Regions from separate parts of the Macaca mulatta genome. Here region 1 is linked to region 2. The links are chromatin contacts, called in public Hi-C maps. All regions are on one chromosome and are shown on one strand. The core of a region is the stretch at or near the end of the contact, and the rest is flanking DNA. Distances in the headings are between cores, read along the strand shown. Region 1 has its middle 14 kb from the start of PRSS23. Region 2 overlaps ME3 (malic enzyme 3).

The links. A called contact is a pair of places that touch in the nucleus more often than the background predicts.
Region 1: a contact with region 2 is called in a Hi-C map of fetal cortical plate, with 4 times the contacts expected there. The contact joins two enhancer-like sites. A contact is called at or near these places in 7 of 14 Hi-C or Micro-C datasets (blood, cortical neurons, fetal cortex germinal zone and 4 more).

What each region holds. Positions count from the first base shown.
Region 1 is chr14:87,394,911-87,400,644 of T2T-MMU8v2.0, reverse strand. No RefSeq gene overlaps it. Among named protein-coding and RNA genes, the nearest start is that of PRSS23, 14 kb to the right of the region's middle. Within about 2 kb of position 3,039, at least 2 of the 40 cell types and tissues checked have an H3K27ac peak or open chromatin away from gene starts, as enhancers often do.
Region 2 is chr14:87,045,775-87,052,138 of T2T-MMU8v2.0, reverse strand. The region is part of intron 8 of ME3 (malic enzyme 3); the gene reads left to right. Among named protein-coding and RNA genes, the nearest start is that of CCDC81, 78 kb to the right of the region's middle. Within about 2 kb of position 1,923, at least 6 of the 40 cell types and tissues checked have an H3K27ac peak or open chromatin away from gene starts, as enhancers often do.

The DNA.
Region 1 (5,734 bases), core at 1,790-4,289, 350 kb before region 2:
TACATGTAAATCATTCATAAAAGTATCTGGCACATAACAGGTACTCAAGACATGCTTGTTGGTTTCATAAATGAATGATCTGAACATAATGTAAATTCATTACAAGAACAAGTTCATGAAGAAACTGCAGGATTCTTGGATGGATTTTCACTGGCTATAAAAAGTCAACTGGCCAGTGGCAAACAGGAGAGCTGAATAGTGATACTCTTGAAAAGAAACTCTAATTGGTGTTCAGGTCCGCTAGACAAGCCTCTTTGTCTTACGTCCAGAATACAGTGACAAGCCATGAGCCAGAAATATAGGTGTTTCAATAAAAGTATGGAATTTTGTCTCAAAAATGTCAGTCAGCCATTTGGAAAAGTTCTATCTGTAGTCACATAATTTCTCGCTTTGTTTTTGTCTTTTCAACTATAGCTATCTAAAGAGTTTAAAAATAGGCACACCATTAACTTAATTCTCTGGACAGATTGACACATTTCAAAAGAAAAAGTTTTTAAAGCAGTATCTAAAAGAAACACCATATAAAAAGTTACAGGAAGTTCCAGAGTCAAGAAAAACATGATCCAAAACATACTATACATGAAATAGAAAGCATGAGGGAAACAGAAGCTCAGTTAGAAGGTAATTTAAAAAATCACAAAAAAGGCTTTCTTGCCCCTCAAAAACTATATTTTCAAGGAAAAATAGGCCATTTGAAAAAATATAGAATGTAAATAAATCTGATCACAACTATAAATGTCCAGATTTTTAGACTCAAACATGATCATTATGTATTATTCTTTTACAAAAGTGAGTCTTATAAATAATTAGATTTTCAAGTTAAATTTTTTTGCAGATGAATCTTCATAGGATTTTACAATTTTCAAGAACTCAGACAAATAGAGTGAAGAGAATTTGGGACACTAAACAGCTTGAAGAACAAAACGAAGCATAAAGAGGCTGATCGGTAAAGATATAATGAAGGAATTGAATGAATTCTTCCTGATATTATGTTATACTCTATGAACACATTTTTTTTTTCTGTGAGAGTAGAAAGGCAAAATGGTGGCATTTCTATTCCAACTCTGTGTTCAGCTGGTCTGGAAATCATCCTGGAGTAGTAAAACCTGTCACTTTAAAAAAACAGTGTCCTTATGTCCCAGAATGCCTTATCCACAGAGGATATTAGTCATGCTTGGGGCTATAGTAGTTTACCAAACATGGCATTTTCCATCAGGGAACTGGATGTGGAGCAAGTATTAATAAATCCAAGAAAGGAAATGTAATAATCAGGCAGGATGGTAACTCAAAGATTTATTAAAATGTATGGGAAACACTCAACTTATTCAATTTACAAAGTGGCAATTCCATTGTACTGAGGCCAAGATATTTTGTGGAGACAGTAGTTACTGAGCCTCATCACCCTGGGAGGTACAGCAAGAGTCATGACTACAGTGACCTCAAAAGGAGAAGACACATAAACAACCCTGAGCACAGGGATGTATCTCAGTCATCTCTGCAGCCCCAGTGTGAACACAGTGACTGGCACCGAGGTGGGCTTGAGGACATTTGCTGAATGAATAACTGACTGATTGACTAATTGAAGAGATGGAGGAAGGGCAACCTAGCTAGAGGGTAGAAGAGCTTGAACGATGAGAGAGGGTTGAAAACACAGATGCGTTTGGTGCAACTTGGCTAGATGCCAGGTTATGTGACTCTGGAAAGCAATGGGGGATAAATCTGATCACTATATTGGATGGGTCATGGATTCAAGGCTAAGAAAACTAAACTTCTCTAGTAACCAGCATCTAGTCAATAGGAAACATAGGGGAGGGGCCTGATCATGTCTTTGCTTCAGAACATGTCTTGGGCAGGTGTGGGTGAGCGGGGAGGCTCAGAATCCGATTTGGAATCTGCTGTCATAGTTAAAGGAGAAAAATCAAGGTGAAATCAGGGCAGTGGCAGGGGAGCTGGAGAGGAGGTGATAGATAGCACTGAACTCTAGCTTGTTGCCTGTGAGAAGTGGGAGAGGATCTCTGTCATGACAGGTCAAGACAGACAGACACTCATTTTCTCACAAATAATTCCTGTGCTAGACCATGGGATAGATAAAGGAAGACAGAGAAGAACAGAACTCAGCCCCTGCTCTTGCAAGGCTCATAGTCTAGTAGGAGAGACAGACACATAAATAACAACAGCAATGTAACACATGCTAGAATAGAACAGAATACATACAAAACACCACAAGAGTTTTATTCTGGGATGTGTTTGGACCCAAGGAATATCCAAGCTCAAGTAATCCTAAGTCATCATTTTCTGGGTTATATAAACCATCTGGGATCATTCATTCAATCATCCATTTGAATAACATTATTTATTGAGAACCTACATGCCAGGCACTATACTAATTGTGGACACAACAGACAAAAACCTCCGTCCTCATGAAATTATATTCTAGTGGCAGAGGACAAATACATAAATATAACAGAGTTAGTGATAAGTGCAGAGCAGGACAAAAAAAAACAGGGAAGGACAATAAGAACTGCCCGAAGAAGAGGCTGAGGAGCATTGAACTTCAGAGAAGATAGCCAGGCAAGGCCATCCTGAGAAGACAGCTCATTGGATGGCAAGAATCGGCTGCTGTTCCCATGGCTGCTGCTCGGATTCTAGCCCCTTTGTCTGTTTATTTCATTTCCTGAGACTCTCCTCATTCTCTCCAAGGCAAACACTTCAGTCTTTCTTCACTGGATTGGAACTTGACACTTCTCAAAGCTGTTCTTGCTCTTTATGGAAGAGAGGGCCTTAGTCCTTTTAATAGCCCAAAGACAAGGGGCAGTGATAAATCAAGACTAAGAGAGCACTCAGTATTTTTACACACTTGATACACACATAGACAAATACCACACTGAAGAGTCACCCTGCACTTTCTGCCTCTCAGAAAACATTATTCCAGGCAGGAGGGGATGGCAGGGGGCCTCCCTGAGCCCATGTTTGCACCACCCCATTGATGCCTGGGTTCTTGCTCTTCTTGTGGGCACAGCTGTCACAAGTGTCCCTGAAGGATTCAGTTAATCAATCCCTCATTCACAGGCATGATAAGCATAGCTGGTGCACAGTGCCCCATGCTTGCATGGTGGGTGCACAGAGATACACAAGGCAAAGTTCTGCTTGTCATGAAAACAGCTGGGGCTTGGAGGACTAGACAGACTCCTCTCTGGTCTCCTGCCTTCCACCCCATCTTTCCCACCATAGCCAGAGGGACATTTCTAAACATAGCCTGAAGTGCAATCTGATCTTGTCCCACCCTTTGTCTCCCCTTCCTCAACTTGGCTTCCAACTTTTTTCTCTTGGTTTCTTTGAGGCTACATTTTCCTCTTTGTCCTCAACCTTATTGGTGGCTTCTTACCAGCTTCCTTACTGCCTCCTCCTCCTTCTCCTCCTCTTCCTTCTCCTCTTCTACTGAACCCTCCTCCTCTTCTACTAAATGTTGGTAGACTGGGACTCAGTCCTCAGCCTTCTTCTCCTCTCAAGCCTCATTCTCTCCCCAGGTGATATTATCTCTCTGTGGTTTAAATACCATCTACAAGTACATTTGAGATATTTCTACTGAGCTTCACAATCAGAGATCCTATAGTTCATTTGACATTGGCATTTGGGTGTCCGCTAGACAACTGAAACCTAACACTACTGACACAGGAATTCTTGGTTTTCATTTCCACAGCAGAATCTAATTCTCTTCCTTTAGTCTTTCTTATCTCAGCAAATGGCACCTGGAATTGCCTGGATGCTTAGGCCCCAAGCCAAGCAGTCATTCTTGATTCCCCCTTTACCACACCTATTCATGATGGCTCTACTTTCAAATATATACTCTTCCAGATATGACCACTATTCAATATCCTCTACTTCCATAGTCAAAGCCACTGCCATTTCTTACCTGGATTACTAGTTTTCCCCTTGCCACTGCCTAAAATCCATTCTCTATTTAGCATCCAAAGAGATATTGTAAAATATAAATGAGTTTCAGGGCTGCACTGTGATTTTTGTGGGCCCTAAGCACTTTTGGCTTCATAAGTCTCCTCCTCCATTGAAAATATTAAAAACTATATTTTATGACTGTTAATACAGAGATAAATATATTAACATTATATTAGCACATTTTATTAGGCTTAAAAATTCACTTTCTTCTTCTGATTTTAAAATAAGTTAAAATATTTCTGTGTGATGCCTAAAACTGCTGTGGGCCCCAGGCACTGTGCCCACTGTCCCTTCATGGATAAGTCGGTCCTGATGAGGCCCCACCAGGGCTCCTACTTAAAGTCCTTTGACTGTATCCCCCAGCAAGTAAGATGAATTAAAAAGACCTTACCAGAATCCTTAATTTCTGTATGAGCTGGCTGGACTCTAGCTTTTTGAACTCTTCCCCATCTATCTCTTAAACAGAATGAGTTTGCTACTGCCAGGGGCCCTTGCACTTCAGTTTGTTGAGGCTCAAACATATTCCCTCCCAAATGCTCAATGAGCCACTAACACACAGGTGTAGCAAGCCTATGAGTTTCTTGTGGGTTATGCAAATAGGAAACAAGATGACTGGGCTTGAAGCATCTTGCTGGCTGTGTACTTGAGAGAGCTATCTGGTAGATAAAGGTGCCCCCAAAAGCAGGAGACAGAGGGTTGTATCACCACAGGTAAGGGCTAAAGAGGGTAGAAGAGCTGGTGTTATCTGAGAAGCAGCAAGCAATGAAGAGAGAACCTCATCGCAGTGAGTCAGATAAAGATGCCTGTCTCCTTTCTCTCTTCCTCAGCTTCAACCGAGCCCACTGAGAAGCTATAACCCAGAAGACGGAGGATCTTTAAATCATATGGAGGGTTTAAATTTTAAACCACACTGCATTGGGATTTATTTGCCATAAGGAACTAGGCAACTATGGAATCAGTCTGCCCAACTCCAAGGCCATCATCTTCCCATACCAGGCTGCTATCTCAGCTCTTAATCCTGTTTACCCTTTTTTTAAAATTAAAAAAAAAATTTTTTTTGAGACAGAGTCTCACTCTGTTGCCTAGGCTGGAGTGCAGTGGCATAATTTTGGCTCATTGCAACCACCGACTCCTAGATTCAAGCAATTCTCCTGCCTTAGCTTCCCTAGTAGCTGGGACTACAGGCATGTGCCACCATGCCCGGCCAATTTTTGTATTTTTAGTAGAGATGGGGTTTCACCATGTTAGCAGGGCTAATCTGGATCTCCTCACCTCAAGTGATCCACCTTCCTCGGCCTCCCAAAGTGCTAGGATTACAGGCATGAGCCACCATGCCCAGCCAACCCCTGTTTACTCTTGTTCTGGAAGCTGGTTTATTTCCTCCTCCGGGGGGAACCCCAGACTAAAAACAGATGTGTTGTTGATCTTCCAGAAATGGCCCCATGTCTATGTATATACGATGACCCCATCCCATCGAAAGGATTTTTAAATGCCCTTCCCCTATTGGAGGCCCTCAGAATGCCGAGCCAGGCAAAGAAGGTATCACAGGAATCACAATGGAAGCCCAGAGAGGAGAAACACAGGGAGTTGCAGCCCCACCTTTGTTCCTAGATTAGCAAGGATGGCTGCCAGTCTGCACTCTATACAGTGCTTTGAAAGGTTAATAATTAGGTGACCAAACATGCTTGTTGGCCAAAACATACCTGGCTTACAGCTGCTGCCCCAGCTTCATTATTCATAGCATTCTCAAAAGAATCCCATTCTGAATAAATGAAATGGC
Region 2 (6,364 bases), core at 674-3,173:
CTTCTCCATGGGCCAGGGAACTGCCCTCTAGAGAGTCCAGGAGCTCCAGAAAATTCCCTTATGACACAGAAATTGCAGAGAAGTAGTCTAGAAGGCCTTTGCTTGGTGTCCAATAAAGGGGAACCTGAATTTTTGGAACACTTGTGCTGGCAACTCCTTGAGAGTTTTATTTGAGAACAAGACTTTTATTTGTCTTTATTTATTCAAAGCCTAGTCCAGAGAAGGCCCAGAACAAACACTCAGCACATACTAATGAATAAATGAATGGCAGTAGCTACCGTAGAAATGTAATTCTTATGGATCGTGGAAGCAGGTGTGGCCTCATAGCAGAGGTTGTTCTGTCCCAATAGGAACCCAGACCTCCAAAGCCACCGTGGCCAGACCCTGACAGAGCCTAACTCTATCCTTCTTGCTGCCTGGGTCAGAAGTCTTCCCTTATCTGATAAAGAGTAAATTCTTTCCTCCAATAATATGTTGTTCAGCATGGAAACTCCTTTAACGTTGTCAAATCTGACTATTAAAAGCAGAAACTACATTTTCAGCATGTCCTTTTGTGCTATTTCCTGAACCTACAACCTCAAGTACTCAGTTGGCAGAAAATGTAATTATAGAAAGCTCCCTCTGAAAAGAAAACTTTTTCTTTCATCATGAATAGGAACAACCAGTCACACTTTCAGCTGCCCATGGCATTTATGGGCACAAGCCATGTTCCAGCATATCCCTGGACCCATGGGCTTCTCAAAGTGCTTACCTTGAAACAGCTAAGTAGCTTCCTCTCCAGTTTTAAATCCCTAGTGCATAGCCCAAGAGCACCCCAAAAATGCAGATAACTTTATTTGCCAAACTTTGTAATTTGGAGCTTAAGAACCACTGTTTCTCCTCTTGAGTTCTAACCTGTAGTTAGAACAGCTTGCTACCTCAGAGGATGGCCTCAGAGCAGGATGCCAGGGAGGAGAGCAGGGAGAAGTAGCCAGTGAGGTACCCAATGAGTGTGGGGTTCCAGAAGCCAAGTGCAGAAATAGTTTCCCAAAGGAAAGAATGGGCAACAGTACCAAATGCTGCTAAGAGGTCAAGAAAGAAGAAGGCTGAGAATTGATTACTGAATTTGGTCACCTGGAGGTACTTGGGGACCCTGACAAGAGGTGGGTCAGTCATTTGATTGGACTGGGTTTCATGGGGACCAAGGAGGAAGGAACTAGATGTAGTTAATATATTCAGCTCTTTAGAAGAGTTTGGCTATAAAGGAGAGTGAGAAATAGGGTGGGACACATAGGGCCAAGGGAGGGCTTTTTAAAGATGGAAGTTTTACAGTGTATTTGTATGCTGATGAGAATGATACAGTAGAGAGGGCAAAATTGAATATGCAGGCAATAGGAGTGGGAATAACAGGAAAAGTAGGCAAGAATGATGGGATCCAGTAGACAAGTGGTGCTTTAGCTAGGAGCAGGGAGGCATCGATGGTAATGGGGAAAGGCAAGTACGTGGACATGGAGGCAGTGGGTCTGAAGACTTGGTGGTGATAGGATTCAGAAGTTCTGTCCTGATTAGTTCTATTTCCTTTGAGCCTCACTCTCCACTTTTAAGGGCAAAAAATAGGAGCACAGTAGTCCCTACTTCATGGAGTTGTTGGGAAGATTAATTGAGCCAATGCTGTGCTGGTAAGCACACAGCACAGAGCCAAGGCCACAGCAAGAGTGATCAATAAATGGCAGCTGACCTTGCATCCTTTTATTGTAATGTGTGACTGTTTCCCATCAGATTTCCCATTGTTTTGAGTTCCCCTCCCCTTCCAGAGGTACAGCTGAATGTTGACATCTACTGCCTAAGTTCACTTCCCTCTGCCTCTGCTAACACCCTGCTCCGTCCTTCCCCAGAGAAACCCCATAACACCTCTCCTGCTGCCTTCAACTATAGTCAGGAAGGGCTGTCCGAGCAGCAGAGATGGTGAAGGGATGGAAGCAAACCTAGGAAGGAAACCCCCAGGTCTCCCTGCTTTGGGTGACTGACAGGGCCAAGCCACCTTTCTCTGTCAGTTTCCTCATTTGTACAGCTGTTAAATGCCATTATCTCCAATCTCCATCCAGCACTGAATTTCTGTGAGTAGGCCCAGTTATTCAACCTGCAAATAACCCCAGAAGACAGTTGACATCCAAAAAGAAAAAGACCCATCCAGAGTGTAGTGTCTGGGGGATCATCTCTGATGAAATACCTTTGGCGCCATCTGGTGGCAAATGCTTTGCGCAACGCCTCCTTTCAGGGAGGCAAAAGGCTGTCCTGAAACAGACTCGGAAGAGCAGAAAACTCCCTCTAGCCAATGGCAGGAAACTAGTACCTCACCTAGAGAGGCCATCTAGTTCAGTGCATCTCAAACTTGAATGGCATACACATCATCTGGAGATCTCTTCGAATACAAATTCTGACTCCGTAGAACTGAAATGAAAGAGGGTTTTATGGGCAGAGAGTAAGAAGTATGGAGTTATTTGCAGGGAGGCAGAGAAAATGGGGAGTTCCACATAATAAATGAACTTTGGAGAAAATTAAGGACAAAGGGGATTTGGAGATTTCAGGAGAGGGTCATACAATTCATTTCTCCTCGCCCTCTCTTTAAGTGATTTAAATACTTATTTAAATTGCTTGTTGATACTTTCTTGGATGTCAGCTTGGTGTTTCTTGTGAATGCAGTACAGTCCTGAGCCTGACCATGATACAGCCCAGCTTCATTCAGGTTACATTCAGGTTAGATGAAAAAGTAGATATGGGAAAAGGAGGAGTGGTTAAGGATGCCTGGGGTAGCAAGGAATGTCTTGCTGATCATTTGGGCTGAGTCTTAAGGAATAATGAACTGCAAAAGGGTCTTCTAGATAGGGAGAATAGCAGGGAAATGTACATAAGCATAAACATGCATGGTATGTTTAGGCAACAAGGAATAATGCTACTGGTACATGGAGTACACGGGGAGGCACTGCAGAGGTAAGTTGATACTGATAACTTACTTTTCTGTACATAAACTAACAAAAAGTATGTAATGAACAACGGTTTTATAATAGCCATCACACTTGCAATCATTTAGTAATTTCTTTCCTTACAAACAGAAATGAGCTTGGTCTATTTTGTTACTATGGTATCCTCAGTACCTGAGCCTGGTTCATAACTAATGCTCAAAAAATAAATGAATGTAACAATTTCCAGTGATCTCTGACTACCCAGACTACCCACTGTGTTCTACTGTTTTGTGCCCAAATTTTCATAAACTGGGAGTTCCCTGATGGCAGGGATCATGTCTGATTCATCTCCGTCTTCCACAGTGCCTGGCATGGTGCCTGTCACTTTCTAGGCCCTCAGAAGGTGCACAATGCATACTTTGGGGACCATGGGAAGGATGTTAGGAAGTCCCAGTATCCTCAGCCCTGTCCCTGTGACACTGCCAACAGTTCAACACTCCCTCTAGGTAACAGCTGTGTGAAGACAGGGGTGCCTGCACCCCATCTTCTGACAAGTATGATCCTGCATAGAGTCCCACCTTCTGATGTCCACAATGATGAATGTGCACTTATTGGCCACCAACTATTTGCTGTACCCCCATCTCAGCCACTGAGCCAAGTATAAATCTAGGAGAAGGCCCACCCCAGAGCTAGCAAAAAATAAGCCACCTAGAAAACTGGAAACAGAGAATATAGAAAATTCACTCATACCCCCACCCTGCAACCATTAGTATTTTGTAAGTTCCTTCTGGATTCTATGTGTGTCATACATTACAATTAGAATCATCACATGCATACCATTTAATGTTCTCTTCCTTCCAGCCAACTCAATGGAACATAGGTTAGTGCTTAAGCACACAGGTCCTAGAGCTTGAGTCCCTGGATTCACATCCTGGCTCTCTTATATGATCTTGTACAGTTCAGCAAACCATACCTTATTTTCCCAATCTGTAAAGTGAAGATGGCAACAATGAGGATTAAATAAATAACTGTCTTCATGTTAAGACATATAAAGTACTTGGAACAATATCTGATGTTAGTGACTAGCTTCATAGCATTTTCCATGTTGCTGCATAATATTCATGATGATCATTTTTAATAGCTATAAAACAGTCTACTGTGTCTACCCTGGCTACTTTACTTAATCATTACTCCTTTGTTAGATGTGTAGGTTATTTCCAGCCATTCTGTATTAAAAATAACACTGTCATAAATATCCTAGTATATACATTTTGGATTTTACCATATATAGATTCTCAAAAGTAGAAGTATAAGGTCAAAGGGCAAATATATTTTATGCCTTTGCTCCAGATGGGGAAACAGTTCTCCACAAAAGATTGTAGCACTTCAAAACACAAAGGATATTGGGACATTTTACTTTTCATTCCTCCCTCACCAGTCATAGATGACAACCTTTTTTTTAATTATCCAAATGTAATAAGCCATAAATAGTCCTACTTTAATTTTCTTTTGTTTTGTTTTGTTTTGGTTTCACCATCGTGGGGGCTTAGCGTTGCTGATTGTGATTACTTCATTGTGAGCTCTCTGTATCAGTCTATACCACTTGCTTTAACAGAGAACACTTAATATTTTAAAAAATGTTAATTGTCTATTAAAGAATTCAAAAGCCAAAAAAGAAACACTAAGGATCTGCTACGACTCCTGAGGCTAAGGGAACAAAGGAAAGAGGAGGTGGCAGTTAGTGGCATTGGTGTCACTTAGTGGCAGCTATGAGGCTAGTTCTCTCAGTGATGGCCAAACTGCAAACTGCGTTCAACTTCTGCTTCAAGAACAAACTGCTGCTGGGAAGTTGAAGAACTAAGACTGTGGGGCTGGCAGATTTAGCAAAACCAAATGCAGAACACTCAGTTAAATTTCGGTGATAGAAACAAATAATTTTTAGTGTATTTATGCTCATATTGCATAGGACATACTTATACTAAAAAAAAACTTGTTGTTTATCTAAAAATCAAATTTTACAAAGTGTCCTACATTTTACCTTGCAATCCTAAGAAGACGGATGATGCTGGGGGAGGGGGGAACACATTATCCCCCTCACCTAGCCCTTTTCTCCCTCTAGCACCTACTATTGGCAGAGCCCAGCATAGAGCAAGTTGGCAAAGCTGAAAAGTGGTTTGCAGACAAAGCAGTGTAAAGAAGCTGAGAAACAATTACCCAATAATTGGTACAGTCCACCCTTCTGGCTATTCAGCATCCACATACACTGTCTGGCACGTATGTACTTCCACACAACAAAAACAACTCTGGCCAGGTGTGGTGGCTGACGCCTGTAATCCCAGCACTTTGGGAGGTCAAGGCTGGCAGATCACCTTAGGTCAGGAGTTTGAGACCAGCCTGGCCAATATGCCAAAACCCTGTCTCTACTAAAAATACAAAAAATTAGCTTGGCTTTTTGGTGGCTGCCTGTAATCCCAGCTACTTGGAAGGCTGAGGCAGGAGAATTGCTTGAATCCAGGAGGCAGAGGTTGCAGTGAGCTAAGATCATGCCATTGCACTTCAGCCTGGGTGACAGAGTGAGATTCTGTCTAAAATTTAAAAAAAAAAAAAAAAAAAAAACTTCTAACAAAATGCCTCACAACATTTAACTAGTTTTCCAACAAATGAAGACATTCTCACCTTCTCTCCGACATGGGGATAGACAATGTCCCAACAGACATTTTAGTCAGCTCTGGAAGATAGTCGTGCTATCCACCTCTAAGCAGAATTAATAGCTCATAAAATTCAGTCACATTTGAAAACTCTGTTATCTAAAGACTAACATGTGGAATTAACCTCCAACAGAACTTACATAAAATAATAGGGAGGAGAAGGGAGAAGAAATTAGCTCATGTATACCATTATAGTCACATTATGATCAAGGAAGAAAAATATGCATGGCTGCTATATTCCTTGTTTCTGTAACCAGTCATGATGTCAAAGGTGACTTTTGTAAATTTTTTCTTCAACCTTCCGTTCCATGTTTTCTTGTCCTCAGACAGGACCTCAGGTGGCCAGGATTCTTTACCCAGTAGAGTGACCCAAACCTTCATTTCTGAAGGATCTGAATCCTCCATAGGCCTGAATCTCCTTCGTTGCAATAGTATTTATTAATATTTGCTATTGAGCATGGAAATATGAAGATACTCCCCTAGAAGACTCCCCTAGGCTTCAGACATAGTCCTCCTTGTCCTCACTGTCCCTTTGATTATCAGGATGAATCACAACAGCCAGAAAAGTAATCCCCTTCTTTGCCCACTTATTTAGCAGCATGAAGAGCCCCAGCTAGCCAGGGAGCTGTTTCAACTCCCAATTCAATAGAACCATGTCATAAATCCTAATGGAAGTATTTCCTTCTTGGCAACTGAGACCTCCAATCCAGCAGG